Regions from separate parts of the Mus musculus genome. Here all the other regions are linked to region 3. The links are chromatin contacts, called in public HiCAR-type and promoter capture Hi-C maps. All regions are on one chromosome and are shown on one strand. The core of a region is the stretch at or near the end of the contact, and the rest is flanking DNA. Distances in the headings are between cores, read along the strand shown.

What was found. Promoter capture Hi-C pulls out the DNA fragments that hold promoters and counts their contacts. HiCAR-type assays count read pairs that join an accessible place to other places.
Region 1: a contact with region 3 is called in a HiCAR-type map of astrocytes, with 2.2 times the contacts expected there. The contact joins the promoter of Eogt here to the promoter of Mitf in region 3. A contact is called at or near these places in 1 of 115 datasets of contacts at active chromatin or transcription factors (astrocytes) and 1 of 9 other capture datasets (adipose tissue).
Region 2: a promoter capture Hi-C map of pre-B cells shows a contact between it and region 3, with 2.1 times the contacts expected there. The contact joins the promoter of Tmf1 here to the promoter of Mitf in region 3. A contact is called at or near these places in 2 of 39 promoter capture datasets (the 3T3-L1 cell line and pre-B cells), 1 of 115 datasets of contacts at active chromatin or transcription factors (forebrain) and 1 of 9 other capture datasets (liver).

The regions. Positions count from the first base shown.
Region 1 is chr6:97,147,436-97,150,686 of GRCm38.p6, forward strand. Eogt (EGF domain-specific O-linked N-acetylglucosamine (GlcNAc) transferase) reads right to left here and starts at 1,451. Exons shown (of 18, transcript NM_175313.5): 1 at 1,397-1,451; 2 at 442-823; 3 at 1-16.
Region 2 is chr6:97,177,703-97,180,922 of GRCm38.p6, forward strand. Tmf1 (TATA element modulatory factor 1) reads right to left here and starts at 1,422. Exons shown (of 17, transcript NM_001081111.2): 1 at 1,180-1,422. The coding sequence starts at 1,321.
Region 3 is chr6:97,805,696-97,808,674 of GRCm38.p6, forward strand. It overlaps Mitf (melanogenesis associated transcription factor), which reads left to right and starts at 1,363. Exons shown (of 10, transcript NM_001113198.1): 1 at 1,363-1,592. The coding sequence starts at 1,489.

The DNA.
Region 1 (3,251 bases), core at 201-2,700, 660 kb before region 3:
TTGGCTAGCCTAAAACCTGAGAAAAATAAAGTACGTTACCTTAAGAGCATGCCACAAGAGACTAGTTACTATTTTAATATAAAGGAACAACGTAGAGAGAAAAATGACCAGCAAATCCCTAGCCAGAAGCCCGGAGATGAAGATGCGTGATTCTCCTCAGTGAATGAACACTACTAAGTCTCTCAAAGCAAAGTCAGAGCCCAGGGTCCCCTGGACATAGTAACCCACGGAGCAGACACTAGTGGTGAGCAGGAAGGAGGTAGCCCGCTTCACACCACATCACTCAATCCAGACCAACAGGATAATTAGCAGAGAAAACATTCCTAGGACCAAAGCCTGTTCCTGGTTCTCATTGCAGTAATCCTGTTCTCTGATTCCCGGGGCTGCCTGGACCAGTGCCAACCTCAGGATCACAACAGGCCACCCAGCCCTTGGACTAACCTTCTAGGTCGCGGCTTGGAGCACTAGGTCCTAAATTTCGGGTATCCAAATCCACAGCTCTGCAATGCGTTCTGCCGGTTAACAAAACTTGACCATTCATGGAAAAAAGTAACCCTTGGCCGTGGGGAAAATCTAAAGGAGCAGATCAGAAAGTTGGCTTTTGCAAGGGAGGGCATGTACCCACTTGCATATGCTGGGTGATGGTTCCCTGTGGTGCATGAAAGTACAACTTCAGGGCCTGGCAGAAAGCCTTCCCGGAGTTGAGTTCTCTGGCAAGACTTGGCAGGGATGAAAGCTTTAGTAGGTTAGGCTACCGCGTCTTTTTGCACAAAACGGTCAATCGCGCTCCACTCGTGTGTGGCTTGATTGGATTTTCACGGACCTAAAAAGAGAAGAGGAAAAAAAGGTAAAAATCTGAACGCCGTAAACCATGAGAGCTGGGGTTACTAGGACTACCACATGAATGGCTTAGGGCATTGCTGGGCAACAGAGCCAGCAGCGGACAGATGAAGTGCATCTGGGACTCAAAGACTATCAAGTCCCAAGGTAGGCAAGCAGACAGAGCTCAGACAGAGCTCGGCTGCCTGAGGCGCCGAAGTGGCAATCCTGCTGTGGCGATCCTCCGGTTGTCTGCGGAACGTCAACCCCTCCCCTGTGTAGCGGAGTCAGCCCCTCGCGCCCGGCAGCAGCCAACCCTGCCCCGGGTGCTTGGGGAAGCAGCTGTCTTAGGAGACGCTCGGCTCCCAGGTGTGCCTGGAGAAGCCACTCCGCCCCAGCATGGGGATCGAGGCAACAGGGCAGGCCTGGCTGGGCATCTCCCTAGCCTACAGCCACCGATCAACTCCTGGTAACCAGCTGAAGGCCGCGGGCTGGGATCAGAGTCCCAGAGTCAGGCTGCGGGCCCACGGGGGTGCAGGCGCCGGCCAGGAACAGGCGGGGAAGGCGCGGGGCCCACCTGCAGCTTGACTAGGGAGCGGCGGCGGCGGCAGTGGCGGCAGCTTGGGAGTAACGAGACGTCACCGCCGGCAGCCGCGAACCGGAAACCTCCGGCGCCCAAGCCGGGCCAGGGGGCGCCCGGGAGCTGCCGCGACACCTTGGCCCGGGGCTCAAGGGCGGACCGGAATGCCTTGACCACACCCAGCGACCAGAGTCTGGAAGGCACTCTTGGACACCCATCAGCCAAGGTTACGGACACCCTGTGACCCACAGCCTGATCCACTGGGGACACCCGCCTACATCCCCTCCGGGACGTGGGACACCGGGGTGCAAGTCCCTGGCTGCTCCTCCAGGCGCTTGGCAGGTCTCCAGCACCAGAGAGTAGGCAGGCAGACTACGGGACTGTTTACATATCACTCAGGGTTGTAATTTTATTGCTTTCCCATTCTGAGCAGAAGTTGCTGCCCTGATTTTCAAATGAGACTGGATGTAGTGGGACACTCTCTGGTGGGTAGTGAAAATACTGTAGATTCCAGGGAATTGTACCTGTCCATGAAGTGTCCAAGTCCAATGGCTACTCTTGTTTAATTTTTACGTTTTTGCTATTTCATGATGATTTCTAACTGCTTGTTTAGGTGATGATTACGTGTATGCATATCTCCCATTCTCTTCCATTCTTGACACCTTGCAGTTCCAGCATGCCTTCTGGAGCATGGGGGAGACAGCCATTAAATTATGATTAAAGGGTTCAAGGGCTGACAGGTGGCTTAGAGTTTTCAAAGCGCTTGTGGGAGCAAGCCTGACGACCCACGTTGAATCCTAGGATCCTACCACGAAAGGGGAGAACCCACTCCCTGACCTCGTTCTCTGACCTCCTGGATACTCACACCTTCCTATACAATACTAATAAATGAAAAAAAGGACCCAGCTTATATTAATGGTGTCAAAATAAACATGCTCAGATGCATTCAGTTCACAAGGCTTACATGTCTTATAAATTTTAAGAAGCTACTATGAGAACTGAAACCAGAACTGGTGGTACAGGCCTGCTGTTCCAGCTACTCCACAGGCTGAGTCATGGAAAAAATTTAAAAAAAATAAAAAATAAAAGGAAGTTCAAGACACCCAGACAACTTAGTGACCACGGAGATGAGTGCTATCCTAACATGTGCACGACCCCAGGTTCAATCCCCAGTAACATACAACATACACATGGGCTGGGCACTTTAGGGAAGGCCTTTCTTTAATCCTAGCTAGCACTTGGAAGGCAAAGGCAAATGGATCTCTGTAAGTTTGAGGCCAGCCTGATCTATGTCGCAAGTTCCAGACCAGCTGTGTTTTATATGTGTATGTGTTTAATATGTATATAATTTGTTTAATATATATCCTGTTCAGTATGTATTGTGTTAGCATGTCATTTACATGTGCCAAACACACATTAAAGAACAAAAGAACATTACAGTAGTTTTTAAAATGCATTTTAAAATTTTTATGTATAGGTATTTTGTGCGTGTATGCACACACGGCCAGAAGAGGGCATCAGATCTCTGGAACCGGAGTTACAGTTATTAGCTGCTATGTGTGTACTAGGACTTGAACTCAGTCCTCTGAAAGAGTACCAGTGCTCTTAACTCAGCCACTAACCACACTAGTAAGCCTGGCAAAGGCGATGGAACCAGGGCGCTTGTGTGACGTGACCACAGCACAACTTTAGGAGACTGTTTGTTTCAGCTTAGTTGGTACTCTACCGGTTTCGTTGTTTTTCAGGAAATGCAGCTTCCCATTACAGCAAAACATGTAATTATGGCTATTTTGAATCAACTTTAAAAGGAGCTTGAGGTGCAATGATATACAGTTAAAACCAAGTACATGAA
Region 2 (3,220 bases), core at 172-2,671, 630 kb before region 3:
ACGTGATTCCACAGCTATGAGGAATGAAGAGTGTTGGGGAAACTGAACTGGGAACAGAGTTTTACATTTATTTGTTCAGTGTGTGAAACCAGAAAACAAAGCTTAAGGCAAGATTAGGTCTTCGAGGTAGCTAATTAGCATCCTCACGGATACCAGGGTTTAACTTTGCCTCTTGAAAAATGTGGTACAAAATTATAGTAACCACACATCCACTTAAACTATTCCTATTCTTCAGACCCATGTTGTTTTGTAATCTAAAACACAACAGATGATCAATGAAAATAGCATTCAAGAAAGCATATTCCATTTCAGACAACCTGCCCTCTAAAATAAATTATACAGCACTATCCATGTCTCAGATTTCGCCCGGGGCGGGGGATAATGAGTATCTTTTTATTTGAAACATCTGATCTTAAGTTTAGTAACTCCAGCTCTGGGGTCCAACCACAAAAAGGCGAGCTTCCCAATAGCAAGGTGCCACAGAGAATGAAATAAGATCACGATATATCTACAGTCATACATAAACTACGTTATCAATGATTCAACTTAGGTCCCGAGTTTTCAACAATGTACATCTAAAACCAGAAACCACAGTTAACTTTCATCCAAAGGTTTGCCCCAGTGTCTGTTGCTACACACGAAAAGTGCTCCAGACTCCCTTAGACGTAAAGACACAAGCAACCGAATAATCCTGGAAAGAGTAATTTCAGTTCATCTGAAAGATCTGGTGCTGCAAAAAGGGCTACAGTTGGGAACTCTTGGAGCACAAATTCTCTTGGGACTCTGCCCCGTACAGACTGTGCCTCACCTGGAGAAAGTTATGCATTCTGAGTTTCGGTTAGCTCCTCTGTAGAACACGGGGTCTACCATCCCTGACTCGGGTTGTTTTGAGACGGTGAACTTTTTGTAAACAAAGTCTTTTGTGTTCCTTAAACGCTTCCCGCGGGGCTCCGGGACTGGGGATTTACAAGGCTCGGACCTAGGGCGCCAAGGCGGAAGACGCCTAGCAATTGGGGATCTGGGGCTGTGCTCCTGACTCTGTAGTCAGGGGCCTGGGGCCAGGACCAGAGCTCGAGCTGACACCTGAGGTCAGCAGGACCCGCACCGGGGCCGAGGCGTGCGGGACTGGGGTCCGACAGCAGGCAGGCAGGCAGGCGCGACACCCCGGGACCCGCTTACCCGGCTCGCCGTACGGGATGGCCTCGGCCCAGGCGCTCGGCTCCTCCTCCTGGATGTCCAGGACCCTGTCGATGGACTTCTGGGCCTGGGACAGGGCCTGCTTGGCGAAGCTGGACAACTGCGAGGCATTGAACCAGCTCATGGCCCCTCCTCAGCGCCGGCTCCGGCCGGCTCCGGCGGCCTCAGCGGCGGCCCCGGCCCCACCGCCTCCCGCGGCCGCGCGGCGCTGCGAGCCTTCCGCACAGCTGAGCCGGGCCCCGCCGCGCATGCGCCGCCCTTCCACGTACACAACCACCAGATCCGGGAGCCGAGTTCCGCCCAGACGGAAGGACGGAGGCGGTAGCGTGAAGCCACATCCGGGAGCGGAGCGGAGCCCTTAGTTACCAGCCGCCTCTGGGCTTCATGGCCGTTCTCAACTGAGGGACGCGATCTGCGCCGAGGCCCAGACCTCCGGGAGCGACCAGAGCCGCGTGTGCCTCGCTATAATCCCGGCGGCTAGGCCTCACACTTATTAATCTTGGTACTCAAAAAGTAGTTGGCCAGTTCTCGCCTGGCCTGGATGTCTATGCCTGACTTGATGGGCACGGTCCCCAGGTCCTGGAACATTAACAGATGAAACCACCTCCCTCTCAACCTAATTCTGTCATCTGAATGGCGTTCATCAGCACACTCCTATGTTAAGAGGTGGGGCTTTAAGGAACTTTCTGGGTCACGAGATGACTGTGACACCCACGGGAAAGAGATGAATGCCCTATTAAGAGGTGCCTACGCCCTCTCAAGCATAACATACCAAGGTCACGCCAGCCATGAACTAGAAATAGATGGCTCTCATCAGCTGTGCTCGTCTTGGACCTCCCAGTCACAAGAACAGTAAAAATCAAGTTTCTGTAGCCTATGAGCCAGCCACTTTATGGCAGTTTGTAACAGCGGTTTGGATGGGTTAAGCCACTTGGCAAGCAATAAAATATTAACCCATCAGTACATACTGTGCACACTGCCTAAAAGATACAGCTTGTATGCTCTCTTTCCCACACTTGGTCATGGGAGAAAATTTAAAGTCGATGGCCTTCCTTGTCCAGTCAGCAGCTGTTTGGTTTGGTTCTAATAATGCTAAAGAAAAATTTTCTACCAGCATTTAAAGGCTAAATTTAATTCAAGCATTAGCCCTTTGTGAAAAGAGACTCCTACCCTACACAAAGAACCACGGGTACTTAAGGAATGCCGAAGCTAGGAATGGGGTAAATCTTCCCCTGGGAAGGTTACACACTACCAAATGAGCAGCCCCGAAATCATCATACAGACTGAGGGTTGTACTAATTAATGCATTTGAGAACGCATATGTATACACACTTATATACTTAACAGTTAATAAAAGAGACTTAATTTGAGAGAGAGCAATAGAGGTCTATGAAAAAGTTTAGAGGGACGGAAGGGAAAGGGGAAATGTAATTTTATCCCCCAAAACATTCCCTAGGACTACCAGAACTACTAACAGGATGGCTTAAAATGACAGAAATGCTTTTGTGGTTTGGAGCCAGAAGTCTGAAGTTGTTCACTGGAGCTGTCCTCCCTCTGAAATCTTCATGGAGAATGCACCATGCTTCTCCTAGCTTCAAGTCTGCAGTCAATCCTTTTGTTCCCTGGGTACAGGTACAGCACTCCATTGTCTAATCTTCCTCCCACATCCCTCTCACCTCTTCTAATAGGGATGCCTACCTTATCAGATTGGGTCCTCTGTATTATATCTGCAATGACTCTATTCTAATTAAGGAAGGGAGGGAGGGAGGGAGGGAGGGAGGGAGGGAGGGAGGGAGGGAGGGAGGGTTAGTTGCATCCTAAAGGGCTTAAGAGCCCTATTCTGGTTCAGAGCTGGCATTTGGTAGTATGTACATTCTGTTTTAAAGGGCAATGGCACCATCCTTAGACCTCTTAATAGGGTGCTAATCCTTTTTCCACGGGTGTCACCTAGTGACAAAGAATGACTGAACTAAAATTTCCTTTGACAATTATTTTCACACAATTTTCCATGTATCTGCCAACT
Region 3 (2,979 bases), core at 113-2,612:
GCAAGCTTGCCAAGAATGCCTCCAAGATACACAAAAGAAAGCCAAAATTAATCATCACTGAGCAGCTTTTAAAAAATTCTATGTATGTATTATGTGTACCTGCACCTGCATTCAGCTGTCAGGAGACAGATTGCAGTAGTTAATAGTTCCATTCTTCAGTCATGTGTGTCCTGAGGACCAATTGCAGGTTGTCATGTTTGCAAATAAGTAAATTTACCGACTGAGCCATTTTGCCTGCCCCTAGTGTATACAAATTGCAAGTAATTCTTTCCTTACTTTTGACCTTGCAACACCATCTCAAATAGGTTTCCTAATCTCTTCTTTCATAGATGAGGAAATTAAGGCTTCTAGGAATCCAATGGACATGTCTAAGATTACACAGGATTTCTTAGAAGAACTAGGAATTTCTGCCATCTTAAAATGCCACCCTTAACTCCAATGTCTCAAAGCACTCGTTGATGTTTTATACAACATGAAGAGTCCTGCTGGAACTAACCAGAAGACAGGTCTGAACATACAAATGAGCTAAAGTGCGGTCATTTAATACATCACCTAGCCGAGTACCTTGAAGCTGCACCGGCTTGCAATGTTAGGACAATCTCATCTGAACTCCCAGCCAACTGAGAAATTGAAAGCAGACGGTGGTGGTGGTGGTGAAGCTGTTTGGTAACTTGATGTCTTTTAAAATTAACTGAATCCTTCAAGTGCTGCTTTAGATTAGAGGTGACTAATTGGATAAAAGGAAAGGAGCCTTTCAACTGATGAAGAGTATTGTGGGAGCTTATACTGAGTTCCAGAAAAAGAACGCACAAGAACAACTCCTCCAATAATGCTTTCATTATAAAAGTGAAGTTTCCAACACTCTGTTTCAATAGAGGACAAAATGATGTGTCGCTGCAGTCCAGAAGAGCTCGGGGGCTAATAGAAAGTCCTTTTATTTTAAAAATGGGTTTTAACTCTGACCGAAACTTTCTAGTTTCAAAACCCCTTAGTGTTTTATTTTTTAAATGAACGCTCGGCGTGTCCTCGCAGATGTCTAAACCAGGAGGGACAGTAGAAGCCCAGGCTGAGTTGTTCTTATTAATATTAAACAGCCAGGTCTGTATCCTTGAAGCAAACCGGAGAGACACGGAGAGGAGCTGCTGACATTGACAAGGAATCCAAACAGGACTTGCACTATCCGTGTACACCACGTTGTCTCTCCCCGGTTTGACCTTCTGGGAGTTGTAGTTTTTGCGGAAGCTGATATCCTGGAGAGCTGGTGTGCTCTGCCCAGGCGGAACCACAAATCCCAGGGCGCACCGGGCTCAGCCCCTCCCGCTCTGGTGTGAGAGTAAACTCACCGCGCCGGGGCGGGCGGCCGGCTAGCGGGCTGAGTGGGGCACTGCGCGGGGCGCGCGGCTTGGGGTACCCGAGGCCCCCCATCTTTCTCAGGTGCCCGGGTTCTGGTCCAAGTCCCAAGCAGTGGAAGGCGGGCAAGAGGGAGTCATGCAGTCCGAATCGGGAATCGTGGCGGATTTCGAAGTCGGGGAGGAGTTTCACGAAGAACCCAAAACCTATTACGAACTCAAAAGTCAACCTCTGAAGAGCAGGTGAGTGGTGACAGCTGGAGGGAGGCGCGGCAGGAGGCCCATGGGCCCCGCGCCTGCTACCCTGGGAGGAGAACAGTCAGTCTGGATAGCTCTAGGACAAGGACCCCGTGCCCTTGCCTTGGGGTACAGGGCGACCTGGCCCCTGGCATTTAGGGTCCCGCTTACAGACGACTTGCTTGCATCCCAGGGTATCTGACAGTGGCATTTTGGGGACACCGCGAGTCTCTTGGGATGGCTCATCCAGACGTGGGGACCCTCGGCTGCAGATGCCAGCTGCTGAGCTAGATGGGGGCTGGGGCGGTACCCGGCGCGAGGTGGGGTAGGAGGAGCACCGGACAGGGACTGTGATCTGGTGCTACCAAGAGCAATTTTTCTGAAGCTCCCTAGCAGGCTGAGGGGCTCAGGAGAGGGGGATCTGATGCTCCAGGGCAGCGATGAACTGGCCTGGAGGTCTTCCCTTGTAGACCAGCCCCTCTGGGAGATACTACTCAGAGAGGCCTCTAGGTGAAGTTCACCTGAGCTTCACCTTTCACCTGCCACAGGACAGCACCGAGGAGGTGTGTGTGTGTGTGTGGGGGGGGGGGGTGAATAAAAGGAGGGGAGGAGGTTGTGGGTGGGCGTGTCTCTCAAGCTGGGCAAGCTGTCTGGAATAGAAGTCTTTACAAATGCAAGAAGGAAGGAAGGAAGGAAGGAAGGAAGGAAGGAAGGAAGGAAGGAAAGAGAGAAAGAAAGAAAGAAAGAAAGAAAGAAAGAAAGAAAGAAAGAAAGAAACAAACAAACAAACTACCTTAGAGGTCTGTGGTGGTTGGGAATGCTCTCTTGGCACCTACACACATTTAATTCTCCAGGCGCTTCAAGAACTTTGGGCCTAGAGTGAAGATGTTCTCTAGTCTGGTGCCTCCCAACTCTTCAGTACCTCTGCAGTATCCTAATCCCTCACGCCACCCTCCATTGCTACTTGCCTGGCAGAATCGGTTATCACTCTCTTTGGTCCCTCTGGACCCTTGAAGTGCTTCTTATTTGTCATGTTTACAGAGAGGGGGATAGTCACTGGAATCTGTGACTTTATTTCCACCCTTTCAGTTGTGCGATGAAGTAAGGCTAACATCATCACCTGGTGCATCAATTGTCTAGGGTCTAGATGAGTGAGGTTCCCCTGGTAGAGGGGCAGAGGGACTCACTTTCAGGGGCCAGGAAGGCAGAATTGAGGGGTGGAATCTTTGGTTTGGGAGACAAAAAGGCTGGGTCTTATAAAGTGGAGACAGGTTGCTTTCCTTCAGGGCTGGGACAGGACCTTGAATCCAGTCATGGGAACAAACTCTGGGAGGAGCAGAAGCCCTGGCTCCCTGGCTAAGGCAGGCTTTTTGCACATGCTTGTGGCAGAGTG